Regions from separate parts of the Gossypium hirsutum genome. Here region 1 is linked to region 2. Evidence: chromatin contacts called from public Hi-C data. All regions are on one chromosome and are shown on one strand. The core of a region is the stretch at or near the end of the contact, and the rest is flanking DNA. Distances in the headings are between cores, read along the strand shown.

What was found. A called contact is a pair of places that touch in the nucleus more often than the background predicts.
Region 1: a Hi-C map of leaf shows a contact between it and region 2, with 4 times the contacts expected there. The contact joins the promoter of LOC107904360 here to the enhancer-like site in region 2. A contact is called at or near these places in 22 of 34 Hi-C or Micro-C datasets (anther, callus, cotyledon and 5 more).

The regions. Positions count from the first base shown.
Region 1 is chrA05:35,869,770-35,873,509 of Gossypium_hirsutum_v2.1, reverse strand. LOC107904360 (protein ZINC INDUCED FACILITATOR-LIKE 1) reads right to left here and starts at 1,835. Exons shown (of 18, transcript XM_016830703.2): 1 at 1,513-1,835; 2 at 741-979; 3 at 459-499; 4 at 81-141. The coding sequence starts at 885.
Region 2 is chrA05:35,790,505-35,794,132 of Gossypium_hirsutum_v2.1, reverse strand. It overlaps the pseudogene LOC107904362. Among protein-coding and RNA genes, the nearest start is that of LOC107903040, 11 kb to the left of the region's middle. Within about 2 kb of position 2,237, at least 6 of the 9 cell types and tissues checked have an H3K27ac peak or open chromatin away from gene starts, as enhancers often do. A contact at or near this core is called in cotyledon, fibers and leaf, where this site is marked.

The DNA of each region.
Region 1 (3,740 bases), core at 586-3,085, 80 kb before region 2:
GTTAGGATCATATGTTTGATTGAAAACAAAAGAAAAAAACGAATACAACAATGAAGAGAAAGCAGTGAACATAAGCTCACCCACATAACCAGCATAGGAGCCAATATCTTCCTCTCTTTCAGCAATATGAAAGTCCCTTATCTGAAAACAGAAGAATGAAGGGAAAACTACTACAGTAAGCAACACATTAACTTAAGTAAACCTGCTTTCATTTTTCTTGATGTATACGTGTCCGACACTTTTGATTCATTCATGGGTTCAGGGATATGACTTCTATGAACCCCTCCAAATACACTGAGAAACTTAAAAAAATCTAACCATACCCATTCGGATACATAACTGTATTGGACACTTCCACTCTTGATCTGGGTTTAACTTAGTGCACAATCATTAACTTTTTGCTTACATAAACTTGCAAAAAGATAAAGGGTCATAAAGAAGAAATTCACCAAACTCACCATGAAGTATAGGAAAGGAAAGAGAGATGATATCGGCAGAGCTGGAAACATTTGATAGTAGGAAATTAGGACCAATAAAGATAAAAGGAAATCAATGAAATAGGCGTTCTACATAAATTCCCCTTGAAACTTATGTTGCCGTGTCCGACATATGAATATGAAGATATGACTTGCAAAAAAATTTTCATACAAACTTTTAAAGAAAAACTGATCATATCAATGCCAGACACACCCGTATCCGACTTTCAAATCCGAGTCCCGAACAACATAGGTTGTCCTTACCAGTGCATAAGACAATAATCCATATGGAAAGCAGTGGCCGAATTGGGAGGCCTTGCTCCAATTCCTTCATTTCATCAACCTTACATCCAGGGCAGTTCTTATAGTACTTCTTCTTTAACAGGGGCTCTCTATACTCTGCAGCCATACTTGGTTCTTTGAGCTGAAGTGAATGACTATATATCTATATTCAGCTCAATAAACTCTTTTTCTTCCTCTTTGATACTCAGCTATCCAAGCCCCTAAATTTCATCAATGAAAAGCAATCAATCAAAACAAAGATAACAAAAGAATATAAAATATATATATATGAAAACGACAGAATAAAAACCAAAAATTGCAGTATGTTGAAAACCATGTGCTCTCTATCAATCTTGTTTGAGAATAAAAGGGTGGGTAATACACATTTAAAAAAAAAAGCTTCATTAAGTATCCGATTCAACACCAACTTGAATCTAAGATCACAAGAAAATTCACTATGGCTGACATGTCTACATGCCTATGACGCATAGGCAGAGACAAAAGTTCCAATGGCATGACAAACTCCGAATTTAGGCAAGAATAAAGCGCAAAAAACAAACATAATAATCCAAGACTTAAGTAACTATTGCAAGATAACAACACTTCAACCAATATCATCAATATGTTTTCTCTACGAATATATTCATTGGGGACAAAAAGCATATAGTTCATGCTCAAATGGGTGGAGAAGAATAAAGAAAAAAAAAACAAAAGCACACATCAAACCAGAGCCATCTATCCAAAAAGAACTTACCCTGGAAAAATTATTTCTGCAAAAACAAATTGAAGATATGGAAGAAGAGTTTCGGGTTCCGGTTTTAAAAGCGCAATCATTGAACCAAATCGTCTAACAGACAGGCATCATTGTACACATCAAACCCACAACGACGACAGCATGTATATACATCGTATATATATGGACAATAATTACATGCAGGAAAGGTGGCTTTTCGAGAAACTACCGGGCAAGATCATGCGAGCGAGGTAATTCAAATCGCAGGAATCAAAATAAGAACAGGTCTCCTTAAAATGTGTACAGACAAGAAAAGAAACGTAATGAACGGATTTGAGACAGAGATATGACAAGTTACGTGCATTGATTTGCAAGACTACAAATTCATGAAAACGGACAAGGATTTGTTGTTTTCAGTCTTACACCAACTTGCTAGTTATTTAATACTTACATACTTTTGCCTTCCGGGTCAGTAAAATATTTCCTATTTGTGGCTCTTGGCTTTCGTCTACAATTTGTATACCACCACTTAGATTAAGTTATCTTCAAATGTTTAAGGTTTTGATCTTCCGGATTTATTGGACGAAATGATTCACCACTTTTTAATATGATCTTATTTTGTAATTATTGTTAATGGAGTAATTAGGACGAATAACATTATCATTGGAAATAACTTTTATTATCAAATGTTTTAATTTATAATTAAGAATTTTTATATTTACTTCTTTAGTTTCATTAATTTTGATTTTATTAAAAAACAATAAATTATAATTTTGAATTTTAAACAAACTTTAGTATGTATTAATTTTTATTATTTATAAAAACATAAAATTATATATGTCTAAAATAAATACAATAATAAGCATTTATATATAAAATAGGTTTTTAAAAAAAAAATTGACTCTTTTTTAAAAGTTAATGGTAAAATTTAATTAAAAAAAATAAGAACTAAATTAACAAAATATATAAATACTAAGGCTAAATTTATCATTATGCCAACAAAAAACTAAGCTTATATGTCAAAAAGCCCTTAAAATGAAAAAAAAAATCCGATGAAGCCCGTGTATTAAATTCGCATCCAATTAAGATAATGCAGTTCACTAAAATAATCAATTAAATCCCTCCATTAACGACTTCCCCCATTGACCATATTGACTGCTAAAATAAATTAACGAATCAATCAAATGGTGACATATGACAGCTCCTAATTTAATCTAACATGTTTCTCATCAAAATATTTAAAAATCAAAAGAAAAAATCTGAAAAATTCTCAAAAATATTAAAATTAGTACATATTAAAAAATGAAAAATGATATAAAATTATTAAAAAAATCATAAACACTTGAGTTGGACTAGATCAGTAGGTTGGACCAATTAAACCGAAATTGGTAAGGGTATCTGTCCAAAGAAAGTCATTAGACTGATTGGCCTTAGAATTGGATGGTTGAACCAACTTTGTTTTTTCAATATTTTTCATGTTTTAATGTTTTATTTAAATTATCTGGACGAATCAATCAAATTGGCGAACCAACAACCTAATCGGTTTGACTATTAGGCCAATTTCTGAAAACCTTAGTTAGTATATTTCATTTGGACATATGCTAATATTTAAATAATGAAATTTAGTTTGATAAAAATATTAAAAAAATGAAAATTCAGTTTAACCGCCCAGTTTCTAGGTCAACCAGTCTAATGACTTTTCCCAGACTGGTACCTTTGCCGATTTGGGCTAATTGGTTCAGTTCAAGTTTTTATAATTTTTTTTATAATTTTTATAAGTTTATATAATTTTAATAATTTTAATTTTTTATATTTTTTTTTACATTTTTATTACTTTCAAGATTTCTAATAATTTTTTTTAAATTTTATAATTTTATAACTTATTATATATTTTTATATTTTATAATATTTATAAGTTTTTTTATGATTTTAGTTAGTTTATATCAATTTTAATATTTTTTTTATTTTTATGATTTTTAAATTATTTTTATGAAGAAAATATTAAATTAAATCATGTGTCACCATCTGATTAGATCATCAATTTATTTTAATGGTCAATATGGTCAATGATGAAAACTGTTAAAGTAAGAGTTTAATTAATTATTTTATTTAATAGTAAAAACTTAATTAGGTGCAAATTTAATACAAAAATTTAATTAATTTTAAAAGAATTAACATATCAAAAAACTATTATAATAAACTAAGATAATTCAAAAAAAAATAAAAAAACCTAAGATATCCAAAAGTAT
Region 2 (3,628 bases), core at 988-3,487:
GGATTGATCATCAATGAAATAGAGTTTGGCCAATGTCTTGATGTTTGTAGCAATCTCAACCGGTTTAAATCTTGGATGACACAGCGGTGAAGAAACTAAAATTGATGAAGTACCATTGAGTGAGGAATCAGGCTGACTTAAGGCTCCTGGCTCCTCAAACAAATCAACCAAATATTCCCTGGAAATTTGCATGTTAAAGCATGGAATGAGAGGAAAGGGAGCTGGATCTTCTCAATAATAGCTTCATAGAGTTCTAACTTCAAAATAAAATGCCAACAAAAAAGTCTAACTACTTTATAAGGATCAATTTGAGACATTAAAAATTCATCATTCAATAAGCTTTCAATTTGAAAAAATTTGACACATAACCACCTAAATAAAACCTATGTACATTCCAATAAACACTTGTGAAGCGTGAGAGTCAATTCCAATTTACCTGTCAGGACCCAACTGCACAAGACAGGATGAAGCATCTTCCCTCCTGCAATATTTGCAACCCTTTGTGATGCGACATGGTAGATTAACCAAGTCTGCTAATATCTGCAAAAGTTATAATTTGACAACGTTTTCCGTTCTATAAGCATTTTGATTAACAGCCACTCAGAAATAAAACATCGACTGAAATTAACCAATACGTACTCAAATATATGTATGTATACACACATGAAATGATAGCTAGCTTGTATTCAGAGATATACCTTAAACAGTAACACACGATGGACGCAAAGGCCAACAGATAGGCTTCCAATTGGAAATACAATAGAGCCTGAGCAGTTTTTCAGAACTTCGGTGCACTCCTTCCATTGTCTATAAACATCTTCTTCAGAAGAAGCTGCACCCCTGTCGGTAACAACAAAACTTTATTCCTAAGAGATATGACATAAAACCATTGAATCTAAAACTGATGCAAAATGAAGAACATGCATACCCCATTTGGTTACAGACAAGACATGCTAGCCGATTAATTGCATCTTTTGTGCTGATCCAGCTGCTAGATATTTTGAGAACCCAATTTTGAAGTTCCTTCAAACTAGGATCCCTTATTCTATCAATCAGAACAACAGTAATAGACAAATCAGCATGCGGATCAATGGCCCTCAATGACTCGATGGAGGGCATCAGGCCAATCTCTCCTTGATCAGCACTTAAGGTCCATGCATAAGGATCCATCCCATTGACTTGGTAAAATCCATCTGGAAGTCTATCAAAGTAAGACAGAATGCCATTTACCTGAACCAAAGGAAATCAGAGTACCTTAGAAATTCTTCATATGAATCATTAAACTTGTTTTCTGAACTTCTTCAGTCATTGGGATGTAAAATTCATCAACCACCAAGAAAAATAATCCAGAACTACTTTTTCCAACATAAAATACTATTTGCCTGCTTAAACTTGATGAAAAATGTTTTTATTACCATTACCAAAAATATGGTTTCATAGAAATATTCTAAATATAAACACATTGTTCAACCAACAAGAGATAAACATCACAAAAACTATGAAGGACATGGTCACTCAGATTTTTAATTCCAAAAAATTATAAACATGAAAACTTGAACAAAATGGCCAAGTGAAATTGCAGAAACATTATAAATAGAAAATCCAATATTTAATGTATACGACACAGACATTATCCTCATAATCATGGAAAACATAGTAACATAAATTAAATCATCAACCATAAAGCATAAAACCCTTTACTAACCAACAATTCAAGGACAAAAAGAAGTAAACTCAAAGAAACAGAAAAAATGAAGTGATACCCAGAATCGATGAGACACATGCTGAGGTGAAGAAGAAGAAGAAGAAGAAGAAGAAGAAGAAGAGGAAGAGGAGGAGGAAACTCTGTTGGTGTTAGCATCAGAATTGAAATCCAAGAAGTTGGAATCAACAGCAGAAGCAGCCAGCGAAGAAACCCGCAAAGCCAGCGCCAACTGCAATTGGTAACTCTCTTCGGTCTGCTGAGCCCAGCTTCTATTGAAGGAGGCCATCATTTCCGGCTCCAAACCATTCAGTTGGATTTGTAATCTGCAAGTGTTGTCAGATTGATTCCCATACATTGTTTTTTCATTTTCTGAAGAGAATTCACAAAGGAATGGAAATGGAAGTTCGTAAGAAAAGGACAAGTCTGAAACAGGGAATTTTGTGTAAGGTGATTGGAGAGGGCAGTGGGACAAGCAAAAGAATGAAAGGGACGGCCATTTAATATAATGGAAAGTGGGGAGATTCACTGAACTTGGGTTTGTTTTATTACAGGTGGAAACTCTCTCAAAAAGATGATGATTTTGGTTCGTTGAATGTAGATTCCCGGTAATCTGTCCGTATAGTTTGGATTTTTTTTATTTAAAAAAAAAGTCAATTTCCACTCAAATTCAATAAAATTTGTTCAATTTTAATATAAGGTTAAAATTTAGGAAACATTGCTTGCTTGGCATAGTTAGATATATGCCATTTGGCATCTTAATAAATAATATTAATAATCAAAATTAATATCCCATTATTTAATTGATATATTCATAAAGAATCAAAGATTTCATCCCATAAATTAAGTTAAATTTGATGAATTTAAACAAAAGTACGTTCAAATATACTCACTCAAATAAATATATTAAATATTAATACGAATAATTAAAAATCTTTATGCGGTCAATTTGCATTTAAATAATTAAAATAAATATGATTTCTTAATTATACAATCAATCAAAAAAGTGATAGGTACATTGCATTCTCAATTGAGAAAATATAAGATCGAATGTTGAAAATAATATTATTGAGAGAGATAATCATAAATTTCAAATATAATAAAATAAAATAAACTAATTTTATATAATTATAATAAAATATTATATAATTCATATTGAAAAAATATGATGACACAAAAACAATTATGTAAAGCAGTTATGAATGTACTAAAATTAATATTAAAAATCACGTACAAATATTTATTTTAAATTTAATTAGCATGAAAAATTATCGGTAATGACATGATATCAACATAATACATATAATATGCAAAAATATGCTATGAATTGAAACGTAAAAAACAATTACAATACAAAATAAAAATAACATAAATTTATATGAATATATGATTGTTTTTACCCTTTTAAATAATGTGGATCAATATTTTATTTTATAAAATCAATTTTTTAACGTGAATACAATATTAAATTAATCTATACTTATATACGGGTGTTCAAACTTCGGTTAAAATCGAATTAATCGATTGAATCGATCTAATTCGGTTAAAGGATTTTTGGAATTTTAATTAACAGTTAATTCGGGTTGAAATCAGGTAATTAACTGGACTTAATAAATAATATTATATATTTTATGTATTAGGTGATTACTAATTTAGTTAATTCAGTCAAATGAACATTTTTTATTTATTATTTGTTATGTTTTATACTTGTTTTAATAAAAACAAAACAAAATGTATAAATTTCGATTAATTCGATTAACAGGCCAAATTAACGTCCCTAATTAAAGGAATGTTGAAAGGATGTTTCTTCTTAAGACACTTGGCCCATACCATCAGCTCTTTCTTCTTTTGATTTTTCATTTTATAAAAACTAATTAAGTTTTAATTTTGGTCCTTTTAATATGTTTAAATTTGAGATTTAATCAT